Regions from separate parts of the Mus musculus genome. Here regions 1, 3, 4, 5, 6 and 7 are each linked to region 2. Evidence: chromatin contacts called from public HiChIP or PLAC-seq and promoter capture Hi-C data. All regions are on one chromosome and are shown on one strand. The core of a region is the stretch at or near the end of the contact, and the rest is flanking DNA. Distances in the headings are between cores, read along the strand shown. Region 1 holds the start of 2310011J03Rik (RIKEN cDNA 2310011J03 gene). Region 2 holds the start of Oaz1 (ornithine decarboxylase antizyme 1). Region 3 holds the start of Rexo1 (REX1, RNA exonuclease 1). Region 4 holds the start of Tcf3 (transcription factor 3). Region 5 holds the start of Mbd3 (methyl-CpG binding domain protein 3). Region 6 holds the start of Atcayos (ataxia, cerebellar, Cayman type, opposite strand). Region 7 holds the start of Tbxa2r (thromboxane A2 receptor).

Region 1 (2,923 bases), core at 262-2,761, 510 kb before region 2:
CACTGCCCAGGGTGACATGGGACAGAAGAGCACACCGGTCACTATGGGGCAGACTGGCTTTGAGCCCCGACCTGCAATCAAGTCCTTGATGCAATTTAGGCCAGTGTCCCCATAATGAGGAGGTGGCCATGTCCCTAAGTCCCATCATGAATTAGAGGCCATTAAGGATGGAAGAGGGAACAAAGCTGCTAGCTGGCAAGGTGGGCCACTGGGTCTCCCCGGGCCAGGGTTGGGACAGCAAATGTTGACCCAGAGCCTCTGGTTGCTAGGTGCCCAGGCCTGGACCAAGGACATCAGGTGTAACTTCGGCTCTAGGAGGTGGCTGAAGTCACCTGGCTGATATCCTGTTCCAGCCGCTGACCAGCTTGCCGAAGGCCATCGAACTTCTGTCTCAGAGCTTCCCCCGCCTGCCGCAGCCTCTCATTCATAGCCACGTAGGCCCGGCTCTGTTGGTAGATCTGCTCCTGCTGGATCTCAGAGTCCTCAGCCCTTGGGGATGGGTCTGGGGGGTCTGAAGAGAAGAAACAGTGTCACCATCCCCAGGCCTGACATCCACCAACCCAGAGGCAAGAGGATCAGTGGTTCAAGGTCATCCTTGGCTACATGGTGAGTTCGAGGCCAGCCTGGGCTATATAGGCCTATTAGGCACTAGAAAACAAGACTCAGTTTCAGGTTTTGGTGTCATGGAGAGGACAGGACACCTCCAGCCACCCTGGCCTGCCGTTCTACCCAGGACTGCCTGGATTCCTGGATCCTAGGCCAGGAGTCGCAGATATGGCCCCTGCAAGTACTCTGGCCCCCCATTAATTTGTAGGAGCAGCTGGCCACGCCCCTCTGAGACAAGGTCTTGAACTCACAGCAATCCTCTTGCCCTAGACCCGGGTTGGCAGCACTTTCAACTTTTTTTTGTTTTTGTTTTTCGAGACAAGGTTTCTCTGTGTAGCCCTGGCTGTCCTGGAACTCAGTCTGTAGACCAGGCTGGCCTCGAACTCAAAAATCCGCCTGCCTCTGCCTCCCAAGAGTTCGGAGCACTTTCAATTTTATTTCTGATGATCTTTCTTTGCAGGGGAAGAGAAGGGCAGGGACAAAAAAGATTCGTCCCTGCAGTCGGTTTGCTCCCCACTCGGGAGTCTCACGTTCTCCTACCTTCCGGGGCCAGGGCAGTGAAAACAGGATCTTGAGCGGGTGCCCCTCGCACGTCCTCCAGGATCTGCTCCACCGTGGGAGGCGCGGGGCGAGTGGGCAGTACCACGCGTTTCTTCGCCTTGGAGTTCATCTTGTAGGTGGAGCGCGCGCTAACTGGGGGTCCACTTTCGGCTCGGCCCGCCCACCTCGCGAACTCCTACGCACCCCTTACAGACCTGCGCCGAGGTCCCTACCCCGTCTCGCTTTCCCTCCTCCCGGAACCTCGGAGTTTGGCTCGATCTCCGCGCCAGTTTGCTCTTGGAACACCCCGCTGCCTATCTTCGTTCCAAGAACCTAGGCGGCCGCCACCGCTTCCGCTTCCTGCTTGAACGCCACTACGTTCCGGCACTTCCGGTCCACTCCAGCGCCACGCCTCGCGAAACCCCTCCCCCGTCTTAAAGAGCCCTAAGCCTAGATGCTCCTAGTTGCTATCCAGTAAGATCAGAAGGAACTCTGCCCTCCTTCACCGCGTGTGGTGGGAGGAAAGGGGTGAACGTGATTTCGAGAGTAATCAGTGTACAACCATTGCCAGGTACACAGTGGGCGCTCAATAAATGCTGGATGGAACCTAGCCACAGGCTTTGCTTCCTTGTGGTAGACCTTTAACTCAGTACTTTAATCTCAGTACTGTGAGGCAGAGGCAGGCAGACCTCTGTGAGTTCAAGATCATCTTGGTCAATATGGGGAATCCCAGAACAGCCAGGACTACACAGTGAGACCCTGTCTCAAAAGAGCAGTGGGAAAGCCGGGCAGTGGTGGCGCACGCCTTTAATCCCAGCACTCGGGAGGCAGAGGCAGGTAGATTTTTGAGGCCAGCCTGGTCTACAAAGTGAGTTCCAGGACAGCCAGGGCTAAACAGAGAAATCCTGTCTCGAAAAACCAAAAAAAAAAAAAAAAAAAAAAAAAAACCAGTGGGGGATGGGGGAGCGAGCTAGCTTCCTGTTCATGGCTGTATGGTAATTCAGCACTTGGCAGATCTGGGCTCAGAGCAGTCTTCCTCTGTGGGTCCTTATTCCTCCAGGGGCCCACCCTACCCTCAAGGACACCATAAACTCGACATCTTCTGTTTAACTTTTATTTGGCAACTATGAGGTTAGACATGGGGCTATGGATGGCTTGGAGACAGGGAAGGGGCAGATGATTGGTGGCTGTGGTCTGACCTCTTGCCCACTGTACCTGCTCCAAAATGAGTAAGGACACATCTCTTCCACTGGGAGCAGCTGAGGCTGAGCGGTGGGCTGTCACCTGACCCATGCAGCTGCTCTGCCCTGGCCTTCTGGGGCAGGCTTCTCTTCCAGCCTGAGAGCAGGACCTTGGGGTACCGGCCTTCTGTCCTGACAGCCAGGCATCTCTGGCTCTCCAGCCTCCAGGGATCTGTGCATGCATGGTTTTGGGCACTGGGGTATCTAGCCTGGGGCAGGTGGGCCTTCCTCAAGCCGAGGGGCCTCCCAAAGGCCCTGGCCAGCAGAGCCAGCACCATGGCCCAAGACTGGTAGCTGGGGGGCCACCAGAGGTGGCAAGCCTTGGAGGGGCTCTGGAGCTCTCCCAACACAAGGGACAGGGGACAGGCAGTGTAGTCGCTGCTCAGGCTGCTGCAGCAGGTGTAACAGGAGGGTGACAGCTGGCCTGTCCTTCGGTCACTGGCTGCTGTGGGTGGCTGTAGAGCCACCACCACTGCTGGCTGGAGATGAGGCAGAGTCCTGCCAGGATGGAGAGGGGACTGTGACTTTCTGCATAG
Region 2 (3,222 bases), core at 29-2,528:
AACAGTGTACTCATATAAATAAAATAAGTAAATCTTGAGAGAGAGAGAGAGAGAGAGAGAGAGAGAGAGAGAGAGAGAGAGAGAGAGAGAGAGAGAGAGAGAGAGAGAGAGAGAAAGAGCAGGGTGTGGTGCCACAGGCCTTTAATCCCAACACTCAGCTGGCAGAGTCAGGCAGATCTCTGAGTTTGAGGGTAGCTTAGTTTATAGAGTAAGTTCCAGGACATCCAGGGCTACACAGAAAAGCCCTGTCTCAAAAACAAAACATACAAAACAAAACAAAACAACAACAACAAAAAACCCATAAAGAGAAAAAGAATACGAAATTCTTTAAGAATAAATTGTAAGCAGGGCAGTGATGGCGCACGCCTTTGATCCCAGCACTTGGGAGGCAGAGGCAGGCAAACAGAGAAACCCTGTCTCAAAAAACAAAAATCAAAATACAACAACAAAAAAGCGGCGGCGGCGGGGGAGGGGGGGTTGGGATGAAGGAAACCTTCAAGCTGAGTCTATGAGAAAAGTTGTTTAAATTCCAATTTGACATAAAATACTTCTCTAGATTGGGATACTTAACTTTTGACAGATTTTCTTTTAAATAGCAAGTTGCTTTTAAAACAAAGAGTCCCAATCTATTACCCATTATTACAAGGTCATTAGAATAATTTTGCCGCGTGGGGGATGGGCACCAAGCAAACCGCCTAGGTCAGCCTCAGGTACCCTTGACAGTTATGTCCTGACAGTCTTCCCGGAGCGGGGCGTCCCATGAGTGGGACCATAATGGTTAAGATGGAAAGGATGACAGATGACAAAACTGAAGGGCCACAGGTACTAGAGGAGGCGCAGAGTCCTAGCCTTGAGGCCTGGGCTAGATGGGGGTTTACGTCCTGGAGGCGACTACAGAAGCCCCGCCTCCGCCTCACGTCATAAAGCCTCGAGGGCGGGCTTGTCAGAACTCCAACCAATCCTCAAAGGGGCCAATACGTCCGTTTTTCTACATTGACCGATCAGAGCCTTGTAGGGGCGGGACGCGTCTGGCTTTTCTGTCTTCCCTCCCACAGAGTGACGCAAACACGCGGGGCCGGGATTCTCCTATCGCCAACTAATCATCAACGGAAACCTTCTGTCTGTCTTTTTACTCTCGCCAATCAGAAGCCGGAGTAGGTGGGACGCATTTGGTTTTTCCTTGGGCTGCCACTGTGGCCCCACCCCGTTCCTCCGTCGCCTCACACTGCTGCGTTTACGCCTGCGTGTGGGGGCGTGGCCTGCCGTGACGACGCATATAAAAGTGGGCGTCGGCGCCGGCGCCATTTTGCGAACGGCGAGCAGCGGCGGCGGCGCGGGAAGTGCAGCGGAGGTTTTTGCTGGTTTCGGACCCCAGCGGCCGGATGGTGAAATCCTCCCTGCAGCGGATCCTCAACAGCCACTGCTTCGCCAGAGAGAAGGAAGGGGACAAACGCAGCGCCACGCTTCACGCCAGCCGCACCATGCCGCTTCTTAGTCAGCACAGCCGCGGCGGCTGCAGCAGCGAGAGGTGAGAGCCCTGCCCCCGCCGCCGCGAACCTTCCAGAAACAGCGTCCGCGTAGGCCCCAGAGGGCAGCGCAGGACGCGCAGGCCCGGAGCGGGGTCGGCCTCCGGCGCCAGATAAGTCTCGGCAGCGCGAGATCCGCCCCTTTGTGGCGGCCACAATCGCGCAGGGGGCGGGGCGGGGCGGGGCGGGGCCTGTGGAGCGGGTCGCGGACTCGGATTTGGGATTCGAGTGGAATTAGGGAGTCTCAGGTTGAGGAATAGGGTTTGGTTTGATTGGAGGACCGGGAACATTTCGCGAAAATGTAGGATTCGATTTTGGGTTCGAATCGGATTCGGGGGTTGTGAGTTGAGCCTAAGATTTGGGGAGGGATCTGAGAAGAGATTGGAGACTCGAATTTGGGGTCTGCCTCTCGGATATGTGAGCTAGTTCTAATGTCAGGTGGCGAAGTGTTTGTGGTTACCTGTAGGGCGTTTGGGTAATAAATCGTATGCTATGTAGAGGTGGGGCTCGTCCCGGTGTTTGGAGTTCTTTGCAGAATACTGGGATTTTGGGTGCTGTTGGGGAGGAATCCTATTATATTCTTGGGTACATGTTGAGGACTCATTTCTTGGTGGGAGAGTATGGGATCAGATTTGGGGTGTTGAGAAAGAAGCTTGTGTCGGTTTAGGAAGTCACAGGTGGGGAAGCTGGGATGAGGTTTAGGTTGGATTTAGTGATTGCGTGTTGAGGGCTCTAATACTTTGGAGGGATTTGGGTCAGAATTAGGACCTTGGAAGTGGTCAGGCTTGGGGGCTCACAGAGCTATGTTGGAGGACATGGAGGTGGTGTGGTGTGGTGAGTATGATGTGAGGTGACCTTAATCCCTGGTCCACTTGGCAGTTAAAAGTCTGCAGTGGGTGGGATGGAGGGTATCACTTGAAGGGTTCAGAATGGGGACTGGTTTGGGAAGGGCGTCGATATAGGTGGTAGGAACTTTGGATATAGGCTGTGCAGACACCTATAGAGTGGCAGTAGGGAAGAGAGGAGACTTGGGGTTGTCTGACTCTAGAGCATGAGTAGTTAGTGAGGTAGAACTTTGGGGTCACTGGTAGCTGCTGACCAGAGGGTAGGAAGGAGCGAGTGACCTGGTGTGAAGGGAGGATTGGCAGCATGGAGTGGGATGGGCCACAGTGCTGAGATGACACTGCCTGTGAGGCCTGTCTTGCTACAAAAGGGGCAGAGTCACACAGGTGAGGGGCAGTGACTCGGGTTGACTGTTGTCAATGGCTCTTGAGTGGGAAGCCCGGGCACTTAATTATTGCCGCTGCTGCCACCTGAGCATTGTTTCCTGCAGTTCTAGGGTTGCCCTTAATTGCTGTAGTAACCTGGGTCCGGGGCCTCGGTGGTGCTCCTGATGTCCCTCACCCACCCCTGAAGATCCCAGGTGGGCGAGGGAACAGTCAGCGGGATCACAGTCTTTCAGCTAGCATCCTGTACTCCGTGAGTACCTGTGGAGAGCCCGGGGGTGCCTGGCACTGGCAAAGTAAGCTGGCCAACCTGACAACCCTGCTCCCCTAGGACGAGCGGCTGAATGTGACAGAGGAGCCGACGTCTAACGACAAGACCAGGGTCCTGAGCATCCAGTCCACGCTCACGGAGGCCAAGCAGGTCACCTGGAGGGCGGTGTGGAGTGGTGGTGGCCTCTACATCGAGCTCC
Region 3 (3,025 bases), core at 396-2,895, 270 kb before region 2:
ACACATATATATATACCATTATTTAAATAAAAGACAACAGCTTGAGAGAGAGTGGTCTAAAATAAACCTGGGACCTGGGGGTGGAGTCAGTGGTGAAGTTCACCAAGCCATTTCTAAGGAACAGAGGCCACCAGAGGGGACTAAACGGTACTCTAGTCAACAATGCCCTGTCTCTCTTTTAGAGATGACCACATATGTAACCCAGGCTGGCCTTAAACTCAAAGAGATTCACCTGCCTCTACCTCCTAAATGCTGAAATTAAAGGCATGCACCACCATACCTGGGTGCCATGCCACTTTTTAAAGGTTTTTGTTTTTAATTTCATCCACATGAGAGTTTGCCTGGGTGATTGCATTTGCACCACACATGGCTGGTGCCTTGGAACTGGGTTTACAAACCAGCCATGTGGCTGCTGGTAACCCAATCCAGGGCCTCTGCAACAGTAGCAAGCGTGGCCCCCACCCCTCAGACAGGGACTCACTGGCTATGGATTTCTGGAACAAGGCTTCCTATATAGACCAGGCTGGACTCAAACTCAGAGGTCCACCCGGCAATGCCTCTAGAGAAACGGGACTAAAAGTGTGCACGCAGCAGGCCCAGCCCAAAACAGAAAGTGCTCTTAAATCGGAGCCATCTCTCTAGGCTCTCCAATGTCTTCTTTAAATGCAATTGGAATCCTAAGGGTCCGGTTAGGGCCATCCCAGAACCTAGGAGGTTGCAGCTTCAGGGTCCTGGGTCCAAAACTAGCCTGGCCTACAACAGTAAAAACAAACAAAAGACAAATAACAAAACCTTAATGTCTTTTCTCTAATACAATACTTCCTACACACTGCCTGATCCCTGAGGCCTTCTTCAAAATGTCATCACACTAATTGCGACATGCTCCCTGCCAAGCTCAAAGTCCACACCCGTTCAAGGCAAGGGGGTTTTCCGCTCGACAAACAGCAGGTGCCCCTATGGCCTTGTGCATCCAACTACTGGAGACAGTGGGGGGGGGGGGGGGACTCATCCCAGGAAACTGTCGCGTTCGTAAACAAGGTATGCCACAAGCGCACAGGGTGGCGTGCGTGGTGACGGGAGGGAATGATATATCGTTCGGAACAAGGTGGACAGAATAAGAACCGGAGGAGTTGCACCAAGTCCCCTAGCTTGGGGACGGGGATGCACGGTCTCTCGCTCCGTCGTGACCGTCTTTATGCTTTAATGACCAGAGAGGTCTAGACATTTGCACAGCATCGCGATGGCAGCTAGGAGAGGGACAGCAATCTGACAGTGCGCGGTCTGGCTGAGCAAGGGAAACATGTAGCACGGGCGGGCTGTGGGACCCAGGGCGGTCCTATGGGCTTTACCTGATGCAGGAGATGCTGCGCCGCCGCTACCGGGAGCGCCGGGACCCCGAGCTCCGCGGTGCCGGAAGTGGCAGTAGGGCCGCCGGCAAGGCCCCCCGGGAGCTCCCGCCCAGTATGGGCAGTCGATGGAGCGGAAGAAGCCGGTAGAACGTAGCATGGTCCGTTCCGCAGCGGGGCCCCGGCCCGGAGATACCCGGGACCCCGGGACCCCTCCTCACACTCGCCCCGGAGGCTTCCGCTCGCGCTTTTCGGACCCCGCCGACGCCGCCATCTTGCCCCGAGGCCCCCAGAGGCCCCCGGGACGCTGTCGCTAGGGACGCCGGGAAGGGCTGACTGAAGTGCGCCTGCTTACAATGTCGTCTCCCGCGGAACTGTAGCCGTCGGAAGACCCGAAGCTTAGGACAAGAGAAGCTTTAAAGAACGCGTGATTATATGCTTCTGGTCCTGAGAACCTTCCGGCACCGGACTTTCGCGGGTGCAGCTTCGCAATCTTGAGCCTCAAGCCCCTGAGAAGCCTGGGCTGTCCAGAGTGCGCCTGGCTGGAAATGCACCGCGAGTCTCCGCTGTAATCTTTGGCTATATAAGGCCGTCGTGCGCCCCCCGGAGGACGAGGAGAGCTTCACGGCCAGGGTTTTTGTTTGATTTAGGATTTACTTTCTAATTCTATGTATGTGCAACATGAGTGTTTCTGATTCTCGCTGAAGTCAGAAAAGGGCTTTGGATACCCAGAAATTGGAGCTACTCATGGTTATGAACGGTCATGTGAGTACTGGGAACCGAACCCAAGTCTCCAATTGCTGTAAGTGCTCTTCACCACTGAGCCAACTCTCTAGCCAGGGTCTTAATTGGCTGAGGTGCCTATCCTGAGAAACCTACCTAATTGATGCTCAAATAGTCACCTAACCACGAGGGGTATCAGTGGGGCATTTCTTTTTTCTTTTTGCCGTGCCTAGATACATACACTAGACAAGGGCACTCCAACTAAGCTACACTCTGGAAATATATTTGATTTTTTTTTTTTTGTTTTTTTGTTTTTTTGTTTTTGCTTTGTTCTGGGGTGTTTGGAGGGAGGCGACACTGTGCACCCGCATGCAGAGGTTAGAGGAGCATACAGCTTCCCACCCCTTTGTTTAGTCTTCCATTTTCTTTCCTTTAAGACAGGCTTCTTCACTGAAGTACTTCAGCTGGGCAGGCTGGCTAGCAAGCTCCCAGCATCTGCTTGCCTCCACCCCAAAGCCTAGGGTGGCACTCACCTGGTCATACCCAGCTTTAAATGGGTGCTGGGGATTAGAACTCAGGTCCTGAGACCTGTGCACAGCTTTCTAACCCACTGAGCCCTCTCCCCAACCGCTTTTCTGTTTTGCTTTTGATTGAGGTAAGGTCTCATGTAACACAGACTGGATGGACTTGCCCATTACACAGTGCTGGAGATGAAACGCAAAGCCTTGTGCTTGCTAGACAGTTACTCCAGTCACTGAGCAACATCCCCAGAACCCCTCTTTCTGTTTGTCTGGACAGGGTCTGGCACTGTAGCCTAGACTGATCTTGGACTTCTGACAGTTTTCCTAAATGCTAAGATTACAGGCCTGAGTCACCATGGCCGCCTGCTTTTTAAATTTTTAATCAATTTATTTGGTGTTTATTTTAAAAGATTCTCCTTCTGCACTCCAGGCTCA
Region 4 (2,862 bases), core at 45-2,544, 390 kb before region 2:
CGCAGAGGCCACCATCGTGTCCCAAACCCTGAGCTGTGCCGCGCCCCACATTAACACAGAGCAGATGTTCCCATCTCGGGGTCCCTGTGTCTCCCCTCCTTCTCTGTACCCAGAGATCCCTTTCTTGTAGCAGACAAAAGGACTTGCTCTCTTTCCTCCAAACTCCAGTTTAAATCGGGGGGGGGGCATCCTTAAGTGGCAGGGGGGGTCTTCCAAGATCTCCAGGAGTTGGGGAACCCCAAGTTAACGAGGTGAAGATATTGGGTTCACTCTTCCTTCCAAATTCCAGTTTGGATGGAGATTTGGAGACTTCCCTGGGTGGGGGTGGGTTGGAAAGGGACACCTCCCACAAAATCCCCAAGAATTAGGAACTCTAAATTGTGGAGTGCGATATAATCCTCAGCCTTCCAAACTCCACTAGGATCAAGGGGACACCTCAAGTGAAGAGGTGAAGGTGGGTGATAAGGGGACACCTCCCCTAAGATAACCACGAGTTGTGGAACCACTAGCTAATGGAATGAGGAGGTGGCCCTCTCTCTTCCCTCCAAACTCCAGCTCCGATCAGGAGGACCCCCTCTCTAAGGGCAGATGGAAAGGGAACACCTCCCCTAAGATCCCCACGAGTTGGAGAATTCCTATCTGATGAAGTTGGGTGACCGTCCACAGAGAACCGTCACAAAAGAGGCCTGGGCAAAGTTTGCTCTCAAGTGCGCGCGTCCCCTCCACGTCGCCCCCCTCTCCAGGCGCGCAAAGTTGAAGACAGAGAACAATGCGCCGCCGGGCCCGGGGCCCTGTGCAAGGGGGACGCGTGCACACTCCCCCGGGGGCTCACCCCAGCCCTAGCCTCCCCGCGGACCCGAGAGAGACCCAGAGGCAACTTTTTTTTTCTCATGCACTAAGCAGAGGGGGGGGGTCCCCACCGTGCGCGCGTCCCCGTGAGCCCCACGCGCGCGTCCGGGGCCCCTCCGCGTGCGCTCACCTGCTGGGCGGGGGCATGCACCGGGTGCACCGGGGCTCCCTGCTGCCCACCGCCCTCGGGGACCCCGGGGACAAAAGGGTGGCGGGCGCGTCCCCGAGGGTCGCGCGTGGGCGGCGGGAGCGCGCAGGGCTCGGGGTCGCGCGTCCTTCCTCCTCCCCACTCGCGTTCGCGTCGCCTGGTCTCTCTCGAGCTTCTCTCAGAGCAGGCCCCGCGGGAAGGGACTGTAGCAGAGGCGGCGGCGCGCGGCGGTGGCCCGCGGTGGCCCGCTACGCCCGCAGCCGCCGGCGCTGCCTCATCTTCCTGCGGCGGGAGACATGTTCCGCCCCCCCACCCCGCCCCGCGCCGCCCGCGGAAGCCACGCCCCCAAGTGACCACGCCCACTGTCGCCAAAAGCCACCTCCCCTAAGTCGCTGCAGCCGCGCCCCGACCGGATACACAGATCCCTCCACTACCTCTTGAGGCGATAGTAACATACACCACCTCACAACAGTCACTGCCAGAACACCCACAAAGATTACCATGACACCAAGAATCAACCCGTATCTAATACTAAAGTACTTCCGGCAGAGATAGTCTCTATCAAACCGAGGGAAAGACTTAGGAACTATCTTCCTACGCGGCGGTATACACGCACTGAGCGAAGCGTCCTTGACGCAAGCGGGAAGGACCATTAGATTGAAAGATAAGGACCGCTACAAATAACCAATGGGAAGGTGGAGAGGTTAGATTGGCAGAACTCAAACCATTTATTGCGAAGTATCATCTGCGTTCCCGCCCTACAGCAGAGGCGGGATTCTCAGAGCAAGAGGCCGCGAGAAACTCAACGGGAAGGCGGTGGAAGGGCGGGGTTTGAGATTTTATTTTCGGGTTCTTATGCCCGCCGGCGCCGCCACGTCAAGTGGGTTCTATTTGAGTTTCTAGGATGGGCTCTGGGTGTTATGTGTTCGAGCGGGTATATCAAAGTCGGGATGGGATATCAGATCCTTAATGAGAGGCTAGGAAACGATGGATCATTCTCTCTCTTGCTGAAGGACCTCCACATTGGTCAACTTTTCCGTCTTTTGAAAATAGGTGTTTCGTGGTGCATATAATAAAAAATGCCAGGAGGTGGCGGCACTTTAATCCCAGCACTGGGGAGACAGAGGCAAGCAGATCTCTGTGAGTTCAAGGCCATCCTGGTCTACAGAGTGAGTTCCAGGATAGCCAAGGCTATCCAAGAATCACTGTCTCGAAAGAAAGAAAGAAAGAAAGAAAGAAAGAAAGAAAGAAAGAAAGAAAGAAAGAACAACGAAACAACGAGGGCGGGAGGGGTACTGAGAGGAGAGAGGGTAAACTGAGATTGGGATATAATATATGATAAAATAAATTTAAAAAAGAAAAACACATAATGAGGCCAGGTGTGGTGGCCCATGCCTTTAATCCCAGCTCTTGGGAGGCAGGAGGAGCTCTTTGTTTGAGTTTGAGGCTAGCCGGTTATATAAAGCAAGTTGCAAGCCAGCCAGCTAAGGCTGTCCAGTGAGACCCTGCCTCTCCCTGAGGGTTGTAGAGACAATATGTCCCTCGCGCCTAGCTTCTGCTCAGTCTTCACAGCTCACTGGGGCTCACAGCCCAATGAACACAGCAGAAAGGTGCATGGCACAGTGGGTGTCCAGGTCAGGCAGCAAAGAGGATCCCTAGTGTAGCTGCCTGCTCCCTCTCCCTCACCTTCAGTCAGAGATCAAGGACATGCCCCCAGCATCACACAGGAAGGGCCTGGTGTGAATCGCACCTCTAGGTTCTGACTTTTTGGAGTTGGCAGGGGTAGAGAATTGAGAAAAGGTCTCATGTAGCCCAGGCTGGCCTCCAACTTCCTATGTAGCCAAGGTTGACCCTGAACTCCTGTT
Region 5 (3,096 bases), core at 570-3,069, 430 kb before region 2:
CTGGTGGCTATTCTGGGGCATGGATGTGAGCTAGCAGCTGTGGGGGATGAGACAAGTGGGACAGGTACAGCTTGGGGACAAGGTGTCTTTGGATCATCTCTCAGAGGTGTTGGCCCCATTGCAAGTAAGGGAGAAGGGGAGGAAGTCCCATGCACACAGGGCACCATTTGCATGTAGCCCTACTGGGAAAAACCCTACCTACTGCAGACCTATTAGAAGCAACAACCCCATCCCTCTTTGCAGTCTGAAAGGAACCCAAGTTAGCCCTGGCTTCCAACCTTACTGCCAAAACCCACGACTCCTTAAGACCAAAGGGCCAGGCAGTTCAACTCACAATGCACCACCCAATTCCGGGTGCAGTGGAGTAGGGACAACTACAGTCGGCTAAAAAGGTAGATGCTCCAGCCGTAGGGCAGCATGCATGCGGCCCAGGATTCTATTCACACCACTGGGGATAGAACTGGGGAAGAACAGCAGGTGTAGGTTGCCTGGCTATTATTCAGATAGACAGCTTTCACTGCCCTGATTAAAAGGTTGCAAATATGGTCTATGTAGACGCTGCCTCAAAAAAAAAAAAAAAAAAAAAAAAAAAAGGCTGGAGAGTTGGCTAAGAGGTCATGAGTTCAATTGCTAGCAACCACATGGTGGCTCACAACCTTCTATTGGGTGATCTGATGCTCTCTCTTCAAGCAGGCAGAGCACTCATGCATTAAATAAATAAAAAATTTAAAATATTTTTTAAAGAGCAGACTTATTCATAAAAAAGTCTTGCACACAAAAACCACATTCACATTAGTCAGAAGCCACTGTGATGTTACATTTGGGGCCACCGCTCAAGAAGAGCAAGGGCTTTGGAAACGCCATAAAAATGGGGGACATTTTGCTGAACAAGAAGCCAAACCCAAATTTATGCAGGTGAGGGGATCAGGCCACCTGGGGCAGTTCCCTTGCTTCCCGAAACCATGATAAAGTCCCCGCGAGGGTCAAAGGGTCAGCCCATCCCCCTCCCACCCCCGCTTCCCAGCGGCGTCTGGCCAAGGCCCGGGCGCCCCTCGCACGGCGCGCACGGTCCCCGATTCCTTGGAGGACAAAAGCCCGCGCCACAGGCGGGCTAAAAGCCACGAGGCTGAAGCCTTGGCTGCAGGCGTGGCGCACGCGCACTCACAGCAGCGCTGGGTGGCGCGGATCAGCAAAAGGCAAGGCACTGGGTTCAACGCATGCGCGCTGAGGCGAGCCATGGCCGGCGCGTGCGCACTGACCACAGCTGGCACGTAGGACGCACGCTCGGACGCACGCTCGGACGCACGTCGCCCGGCCCAGACCGCGGCCCGCAGTCGGGGCGCCCAGGCCGCCGCAGAGGCCGCTGGGAGGCGCCCGTTGGGGCCCTGCGCGGCCGGCGCGCTCATTCACCTATAGTAAAAGACATCCCTGTGGCCGGCCGACAGCCCCGACCTCCTGGGCACTTCTTCCCTTTCCCAGCCCTGCGGGAGCGCCGGGCACTCCCACCTCTTCCGCTCCATTGCGCCCCGGCTTTTCCGCCCGCCGTGGCCGATGCCGCCGCCGCCGCCGCTTCTGCAAGTTGCGACCCCCGGGCTCGTCGCCGATTCGGCTCCCTCCGCCGCCGCCACTCGCCGCAGCTGTTCTGTCCCACGGGCCTCCGCCCTCCGCCCCCAGCCGGGCGCGCGCCGGCTTCGCCACCCGCTCGGCCCCCTCCCCGCGCTTCACAGCCCCCGCTAGGGGGGCCGCTCCGCCCACCCGCCCGCGCGTGGGGCTCGTCTGCGCAGGCGTGGAGTCGGCCCCGCCCCTTCGCGCTCGCAGGACCAGTCTGACTGCCGTCCAGACTCTCTGCGCAGCCGCGGCCCCGACCCAGCCTTCGCTTGCCTTCAAGACCCGCCCCAAGGCTGTGAAGCCAATCAGATCACTTCAGCTCCTCGGCTTAAAATGCACAGTTGGCTACGTCCCGCCTTGCGGGAGACGCCCACAGGGCATGGAGACCAATCAGCGCTCAGAACCTCGTTCTGTGCTTAACTTCTCATATAAATCTGCTCTGAGACAAGGACAGCCAATCAGCGTGGCCGGGGTGGGACAACCATTGCGTTTGCGCTCTAGACTCCGGAAGCACAGTGTGTGCTGCACCTGGTCTGTACCAAGCTGGAGCAGTTTCGCCCGAGCTGCCGTCCTGGTCCTGGGGTCGCGCTGGGCTGCACCTGCGCAGTGTGCGTTTGTCAGGGACCCGCCTGGGCTTTGTGAAAAAGATCGAGTACAACTCGGGGCCTTCGACGCAGTCCTGCTTCCCTCTGCGTTTCGTTCTGGCCTCTCGGCTGTTCCAGCCCCAGCCTCTATTGCGTTACTGCGAGGACAGAAATGCACCACCACTCCCGGCTTCACCAAGAACTATTTAAGAAGTTTGTTCTTTGCAGCAGTACTGAAAATAGAAAGCAGAACCTTACACGTGGTAGACTTTCTGCCGTTAGGCTGCACCCCAGCCTGAGTTTGATGGCTCACGAACCTATTTAGAACATTCCTGGCCAGCCTGGGCCACACAGCAATACCCTAAAATCAGGCCAGGAATAGTGGCACGTGCTTGCCATCTCAGCACTGGGATAGTGGAGGAAGGAGGATCAAGCACTTCAAGACCAGCTTGGAGTTTACTAGATCCAGCATCAGAAGGAAGAACAAAACCAAAAACTGGTTTCTAAGTTAGTGAATGGAGTCACTCGCACTATCGCCCCTTGTCTACCGCAGCCCTGAGGACAGGGAGCTGGGGGGTCACTTACTCCTGCTTGGTACTGTCGGCTGCTTTGCCACTCAGGCCCAGCCAGACTTACCCAGGGAACATGCCTGAAGGCCAACTACCTTCTCACCCAGGCTTCCATTATACAGTACCTGGAAGACCTCTCTTTGAAAGGGGACCCTCCCTGACAAGGAGAGCTGCCAAGGGATCATGAGGTGAAATCACAACACATTTAAAGATCTTTGTCTTGCCTGCAATTTTTGGAGCTCAGGAACTGTATTTTATGAGCTAGGATTTGGGTCCCCAGATCAGGAGGAGAGATCAGATCACAGTGAAGAAGGTCAGGGGGACATGGAGGCTGG
Region 6 (2,870 bases), core at 22-2,521, 370 kb after region 2:
AGGCCAGGTTCCAAAGTCTGAATGCTGGCTGCCCTCTCTGAGTCCCACACCCTATGGCAGCTTAACCACCTGTAGGTCAAGATTCTGGGATCCAACACCTTCCGCTGTCTATGGGCATGGGGCGTGCACATGATGCACAGACACAAGCTCATAGAGAAGCCATGTGGGATGGCAAAGGCCTGGGGATCCGGATTTGTGAATTCAAGGTCATCCTGGTCTACAGAGTGAGTTCCAGGACTACACCTAAAAACCCATCTCAAAAAAAAAAAAGTGACTGGAGAGATGGCTCAGCTGTTAAGAGCACTGACTGCTCTTCCAGGGGTCCTGAGTTCAATTCCCAGCAACCACATGGTGGCTCACAACCATTTATAATGGGATCTGATGCCCTCTTCTGGTGTGTCTGAAGACAGCTACAGTGTACTCATATACATAAAATAAATAATTTTTTTAAAGCTGTTGCCATAGGCCCCTTCACGAGCTTTCCCGATAAGCCCACATTTTACAAAAATATGAACGTGTAATAGAGCATCCTCGGGACCCAGAAATGGAGCGTTATTTGGGAAGATTGGTCTGTTAGCTAAATTGAACGAAGGTGGGGCTGAGCTGTAGGCAGAAGAGGAATGATATAGAACAGATAGGTTCAAGCTGGAATGGGGGACCGGAGAATGCCGGCTCCGGGTGTGTGCACCAGGTTTCTGTTTCCGTATCAGGGCTTCACCCGGTTAGTGAGGACGGGCTCGTGGCTTCAGGTAACGCTGACGACAGCTGATAGGGCCGACACAGCTGACAAACCCCTGTGGCTTCTCAACCCGCTTTAAACTCCAGGGGCCAATGAGTTCTTGTGTCTCCAAAGCTGGTAACCAGACACCCCAAGTTATGAGCCTTGTCAGACGTCTGGGGCTTAGTAGCAAGGCCCCCTGAGTTGAGTCTTAATCAGTTAATTGACGCATTTATACGTTTTTGAGACAGGCTTTCACTATGTATCCTTGATCTGTGTTTGTGGTCTAGTTCGTACCTCCCCACAAGCTCCCTCGGGTTTAGCCTCTTGTAGGTCAGAGGGCACTGCTGTGCGCCATCCCGCCCCCACCTCCACCCGACCCAACCCCCCACCCCCGTCACAGCCTGGAACAGGTGCACGTAGCAGACCGGGCCTAGCCACGTTCGCGGTCGCTCAGCTCTTGACCATACTAGGGCAAGCAGCTCCCTCGCTATTAATAACCTGGCGGGGAGCCGGCGTCGTGTCTATAAAGCCGAGCACGCCAACCCCAAGCGGCTCCTTCAACCCCTGAGATCTTAAACAAAAGTAAGTACGCCAACCATCTCCCCTCCTTGGCCCTCACCCAGGCTTCCTGCGGCAGAAATGACCCCAAAAGTCAAAGAATTGTGTTAAAACGAAGGATGAGTGAAACACAGACCCTGCTGGTCCCGAAGGCTTGTGGGACAGCGGGCAGGAGGAGCTGTCATCTAAAGGGTGCAGAGCCAGGGACATCCCATCCTACCCAAGTGACCCCCAAGAATGCATGTGTGTCTTGGTGTGGGTGGTGAAGAGCTGGGGGATCAAAGAGGGGACTCTCTGTGTCCCCAAACTCAGTTCTCCTCTGGGTATGCAGCTCCCTGAACTTCTCTGTAGTTCAAAGCCAAAGCCATTTTTTTTTTTTTTTTGAGGTAGGGTCTCTGTAGCCCTGCCTGTCCTGGAACTTGATATGTCCAGGCTGGCCCTGGACTCAGGGAAATCCTCTTCTCTCTGCCTCCTGAGCGCTGGGATCAAAGACACGCACCACAACTCCTGGCTAAAGGGATTTTGTGGCTGTCCCACATGCATAAACCCAAGGTGTGTCCCCAAATTCCACCTGTGACCCATTACTGCAGACCTACTCCTGATGGCTGGAGAGACGAGGAGATGAGAAGTTCCTTTCCAGACAACTTGCAGTCACCGGGTGCATGGTGGTGTGTGGGGGTAGGGTGGATGACCTGGGGACACCCACCACTAGTGACTTCTGGCTCCTGTCAGCCCCTCCCCTCTGGCTTTGGCTGATCTTCCACTTAGTGTCCAGGATGCCCATCTCTTCCCTGGCCCTTGGAGACCTGAGGTCTGGAGAGCAGTGACCTTTGCAGGTGACAGTGTTGGACCAGGTGGGGCCCTGGGGTCTAAGTGCTGACTGAGTGTTCCGCTGAGCGCTGGCTGATGTCTGTGACAGGTGTCAGTGCAGGGATAGGACAGCACAGGGTGGGGAGGGCTGCCTGTCACCCATCTCCAGGTCCTGAGCAAACCACCACTATCACCTCAGTCTCTGGGTGTGGTTATTAGGACTTGGGGTGTGTGGGTTTTGGTGAGGTCACAGTCCTAGGGTTAAGTGTGGGGCAGGAGAGTCAACAAGAAAAGCTGAGAATCTGGTTCGGTGGATAAAGTGTTTGTCTCGAGTGCGTGGGGACCTTGGTCAGAATCCCTAGGACTCAACTCAACTGAGGCACAGCAGTGTCTGTATGGAGTCTGGAAATCCAGCCAGGCAGGGGACCTTATGCTCTGCTAGGTCCCACAGGCCAAGTTCTTCAGGATCTGGGGACAATAGAGCTGAGGGGTCAGCCACGAGGCCCCACTGCTGGCTCTGGGGCTTGTGAGTGTCCCTATCAGCACGGTAACCCATACGGGAGACAGAGGAACCTTGAGCTCATTTTGTGGGGATGTCTGGCTGGGTGTTCTGTGTGGGGCATTCTGGAAGGTGCTGAGTAGTGTCCCACTCTGTGTCTGGAGCTCCCCCAATGTGACACTTGTCCCCAGCCCCCACCGAGAACCTTCACGAGGACACAATCACCAACCTGAGGTTTTTGTTTGTTTGTTTGTTGAGACAGAGTCTCATGTAGCTCCAACT
Region 7 (2,908 bases), core at 165-2,664, 500 kb after region 2:
CCTTCAGCCATTACCTGATTCTCCAGACCAAACATATCCTTATCTCAGGTCAAGGGACAGAGGAAGAACATACAACCACCTCTCTGTTTCATCCACCCCAACCCATCCACATCAAGAGCAGCCTCAGATCCTCTTCCCACCACAGCTCCTCACCCTCACCACCAAACATTCCTGCCAGGACACCTAGGCAGGGTTTCTCTGTGTAGCCCTGGCTGTCCTGGAACTCACTCTGTAGACCAGGCTGGCCTCGAATTCAGAAATTCACCAGCCTCTGCCTCCCAAGTGCTGGGGTTAAAGGTGTGTGCCACCACGCCCGGCTTTTTTTTTTTTCTTTTAAGATTTATTTATTATTATAAATAAGTACACTGTAGCTGTCTTCAGACGCACCAGAAGAGGCCATCAGATCTCATTATGGGTGGTTATGAGCCACCATGTGGTTGCTGGGAATTGAACTCAGGACCTTCAGAAGAGCAGTCAGTGCTTTTACCGGCTGAGCCATCTCACCAGCCCCCGAAAAAACCCAATCTTCATACCCCTTACACCCACAGTATTGATACCTAGCCAAATGTTGAGAAGGTAAAGACATTTGTTTTGCCTCAGCAGCCTGAGATCAGAAACGTGGGATGATCTGTGTCCATTTCTGTCCCTAGCTTATGGGATGGATAGACAGGGCAGGCCCAGCTAGGAAATCAGAGGAACTACAAACTTCACGGGGGTAGAGGCCAGTCAGGGTCAGGACCTAGTGTTGGGATGGGTGGGAAGGCAGGAAGGGTGGGGGTGGTGCAGCAGGCAAGGGGCTTCCTGCTGCTGACAAGAGTCTGGCTGACCCTGGGCAGACTATGGAACTGGGAGGTTGAGGTCACAGCCAGGCCAGGCATCTCAATCCCCACCAGGACCTGTCAGGGCCAAAGAGACCCAAGGTCACCTCCTCCACGCAGGCCCCCCTCCTCCAGCTACTAGGCACAGGACTAACACCCCTGCCTGGCTCAGTCATCCTGGGCAACTGTCAGGGCTTCAGGCAGTGAGTCTGCAGGGGAGGGTTCCCCAAGACTGCTCCATCTCTAGAGGACAGCCTGGTCTCCGACCTTACACCTCCCCTACCCCAGCCCTCTCCTTCCCCTCCAGCTCTTGGTCCCTGCAGTCAGGCTGGAGCTGGCCTTGCTGACCCAATATCCCTGGAAGGCTCCTGGACAGCCTTGGCGAAGGTTAGTTGCTGCTGTGTCAGGACCAGCCCCATTTGGCCTCCCAGCTCTTCCCACATGGCCTCCCTCTGGGTCCCTGACCTTTCAACAACTGATGTCTCTCTCTACTCTGTCACCCTTGTGCCCTGCTTGGTTCCCACCCTAGCGGCTGAGAGGCGAGGCCAGCGCCAGCGCAGGGGGTGGGGCTGACGAGAGTCGGCAGAAAGACAGATGGAGACAGGGCGGGACGGGAAACAGCCTCACAGTCCCATCCCTCCAGCCCTGGACGCCTGAGGGTCTCCAGTGCTCCCCTGTACCCACGGCCCCAGGGCTTCTGTTGGGGCCTCCCCTCAACCAACGTGACTTGGTTTCCCCAGGGAACTCCCCTACCTGCTCTCTCTGCCTGGCCTGGAACACCACAGAGGACACCTAGGTACAAACAGCACAGGTGAGTCCCTTGCCTCCCTACTGTGACTATACCACTGTACCCAGGTAAGCCTCTGCATAGATCCTGGGGAACCCAGATCCACTAACAACCCTGCTGTGGCCTGCCTACAGGGGGGAATGATAGCAACCAGGTGCCAAAGTTCCCTGAAGGGGATCCTGTGGTGTGACATTTACTCCGGTGGTCTAGCCTGGGCAAGTGCAGTTTCCCTGGTGGTACGTGGGTACACTGGTTTCCTGTGTCTGGGTGAGGCCAGTCCAAGATGCTGTGGCAGTGATGAAGTTGGGGGTGGGATGGAATGGAGCTGGGAGCTACAGTGTGTGGCTTGGAGCTGGGCATGGTGATTGTACTCACATAGGCTCAGCTCAGAACCTGGGTCACATCTCGATGGCACATGTCCTACCCAGAGAGGGGCATCCATCCAACATGCCAGAAAACAGGCCTCGGGGCCCCTCCCCCAGCCCACTGCCACAGGATGACACCTGCACCCTGGAACTGTGGCACAAACAGGAAGCAGGCAGTGGGGGGAACAGCATGCGGTGAAGGTGAACCTGAGTCTGTGGGGTTGTGGGCATGCACACTGGGTATTTGGGGTGCTGGCAGAACAGCCCACTGGGCACAGCTGCGGCCAAGGCTCAGCCTCAGGAGCTCATAAGCAGAAAGTCACCAGGGAAGGCAAATTCGTTACACGGGGAAAACTGAGGCTGTGTAGCGTGGCTATGGGTGATGGAGGTGTGGGGAGCCCAGGCTGCTCTGAGGCCTGGTGGGGGAGGCTTGTTGCAGATGGAGGAGTTGGGAGAAGGAGGAGGGGCCTAGCCTGCAGAGCCCAGCCACACACCACATTCCACCAAGGCTGGAACTCAGCCACCCAGCCTGGGCCTCAAGGAATGAGCTCTAGCGTCCCAGGGCACACATATACAAGGATGAGGCCCCATCCTAGACAGAATACCACTGCCTTCCACCCCCAACGGTGGGAACATGGCTCAGGAACGCAGGACCATCCCACATCCCAGGGACTCAGGGTGGGAGGGTTCCAGAATCCTTCTGCTTCCTGGTGTCCAAAGCTGGGGTGTGGTGGCCTGTGCCTGTCACCCCAACAGAAGCTGGAGGCAGATGGAGCTCAGTGAGTTCCAGGCCAGCCTGGTCTACACAGAGTCTGCATGAGGACAAACAGAATTCCTGAGCCTTGAAATTCCCAGGCCCAAAGCTCCCTGCTCCAAAGCTGTGGAACCTGATGGGGCGCAGAGACGCCAAGTAAGTCTCCTGAGACCACACAGCATGG

The links. Promoter capture Hi-C pulls out the DNA fragments that hold promoters and counts their contacts. HiChIP or PLAC-seq counts read pairs in DNA pulled down with a chosen protein or histone mark. Capture Hi-C pulls out chosen DNA fragments and counts their contacts.
Region 1: a contact with region 2 is called in a promoter capture Hi-C map of liver, with 2.4 times the contacts expected there. The contact joins the promoter of 2310011J03Rik here to the promoter of Oaz1 in region 2. A contact is called at or near these places in 1 of 39 promoter capture datasets (liver), 2 of 115 datasets of contacts at active chromatin or transcription factors (bone marrow-derived macrophages and forebrain) and 2 of 9 other capture datasets (adipose tissue and liver).
Region 3: a contact with region 2 is called in a promoter capture Hi-C map of liver, with 3 times the contacts expected there. The contact joins the promoter of Rexo1 here to the promoter of Oaz1 in region 2. A contact is called at or near these places in 8 of 39 promoter capture datasets (the 3T3-L1 cell line, the SN4741 cell line, cranial neural crest and 4 more), 1 of 115 datasets of contacts at active chromatin or transcription factors (pancreatic cancer cells) and 2 of 9 other capture datasets (adipose tissue and liver).
Region 4: a contact with region 2 is called in an H3K4me3 HiChIP or PLAC-seq map of embryonic stem cells, with 17 read pairs. The contact joins the promoter of Tcf3 here to the promoter of Oaz1 in region 2. A contact is called at or near these places in 2 of 484 Hi-C or Micro-C datasets (B cells and CD4 T cells), 5 of 115 datasets of contacts at active chromatin or transcription factors (the SCID.adh cell line, astrocytes, cardiomyocytes and 2 more) and 2 of 9 other capture datasets (liver and macrophages).
Region 5: an H3K27ac HiChIP or PLAC-seq map of embryonic stem cells shows a contact between it and region 2, with 7 read pairs. The contact joins the promoter of Mbd3 here to the promoter of Oaz1 in region 2. A contact is called at or near these places in 9 of 39 promoter capture datasets (3T3-L1-derived adipocytes, erythroid cells, fetal liver and 5 more), 1 of 484 Hi-C or Micro-C datasets (embryonic stem cells), 5 of 115 datasets of contacts at active chromatin or transcription factors (the SCID.adh cell line, embryonic stem cells, microglia and 1 more) and 2 of 9 other capture datasets (adipose tissue and liver).
Region 6: a promoter capture Hi-C map of liver shows a contact between it and region 2, with 3 times the contacts expected there. The contact joins the promoter of Atcayos here to the promoter of Oaz1 in region 2. A contact is called at or near these places in 1 of 15 datasets of contacts at CTCF or cohesin (large pre-B cells), 1 of 484 Hi-C or Micro-C datasets (cerebral cortex) and 2 of 9 other capture datasets (adipose tissue and liver).
Region 7: a promoter capture Hi-C map of liver shows a contact between it and region 2. The contact joins the promoter of Tbxa2r here to the promoter of Oaz1 in region 2. A contact is called at or near these places in 4 of 39 promoter capture datasets (cranial neural crest, embryonic stem cells, liver and 1 more).

The regions. Positions count from the first base shown.
Region 1 is chr10:80,319,037-80,321,959 of GRCm38.p6, forward strand. It overlaps 2310011J03Rik (RIKEN cDNA 2310011J03 gene), which reads right to left and starts at 1,512. Exons shown (of 2, transcript NM_025521.3): 1 at 1,147-1,512; 2 at 1-511. The coding sequence starts at 1,276. The coding sequence ends at 312. It overlaps Pcsk4 (proprotein convertase subtilisin/kexin type 4), which reads right to left. Exons shown (of 15, transcript NM_008793.2): 15 at 2,247-2,915. The coding sequence ends at 2,770.
Region 2 is chr10:80,825,378-80,828,599 of GRCm38.p6, forward strand. It overlaps Oaz1 (ornithine decarboxylase antizyme 1), which reads left to right and starts at 1,279. Exons shown (of 5, transcript NM_008753.4): 1 at 1,279-1,528; 2 at 2,860-3,005; 3 at 3,084-3,222. The coding sequence starts at 1,383.
Region 3 is chr10:80,559,915-80,562,939 of GRCm38.p6, forward strand. Rexo1 (REX1, RNA exonuclease 1) reads right to left here and starts at 1,646. Exons shown (of 15, transcript NM_025852.3): 1 at 1,350-1,646. The coding sequence starts at 1,506.
Region 4 is chr10:80,432,341-80,435,202 of GRCm38.p6, forward strand. It overlaps Tcf3 (transcription factor 3), which reads right to left and starts at 1,295. Exons shown (of 19, transcript NM_001164149.2): 1 at 980-1,295.
Region 5 is chr10:80,397,712-80,400,807 of GRCm38.p6, forward strand. It overlaps Mbd3 (methyl-CpG binding domain protein 3), which reads right to left and starts at 1,820. Exons shown (of 7, transcript NM_001306143.1): 1 at 1,507-1,820. The coding sequence starts at 1,520.
Region 6 is chr10:81,193,420-81,196,289 of GRCm38.p6, forward strand. Atcayos (ataxia, cerebellar, Cayman type, opposite strand) reads left to right here and starts at 1,272. Exons shown (of 3, transcript NR_015477.1): 1 at 1,272-1,303.
Region 7 is chr10:81,327,289-81,330,196 of GRCm38.p6, forward strand. Tbxa2r (thromboxane A2 receptor) reads left to right here and starts at 1,415. Exons shown (of 3, transcript NM_001277265.1): 1 at 1,415-1,629.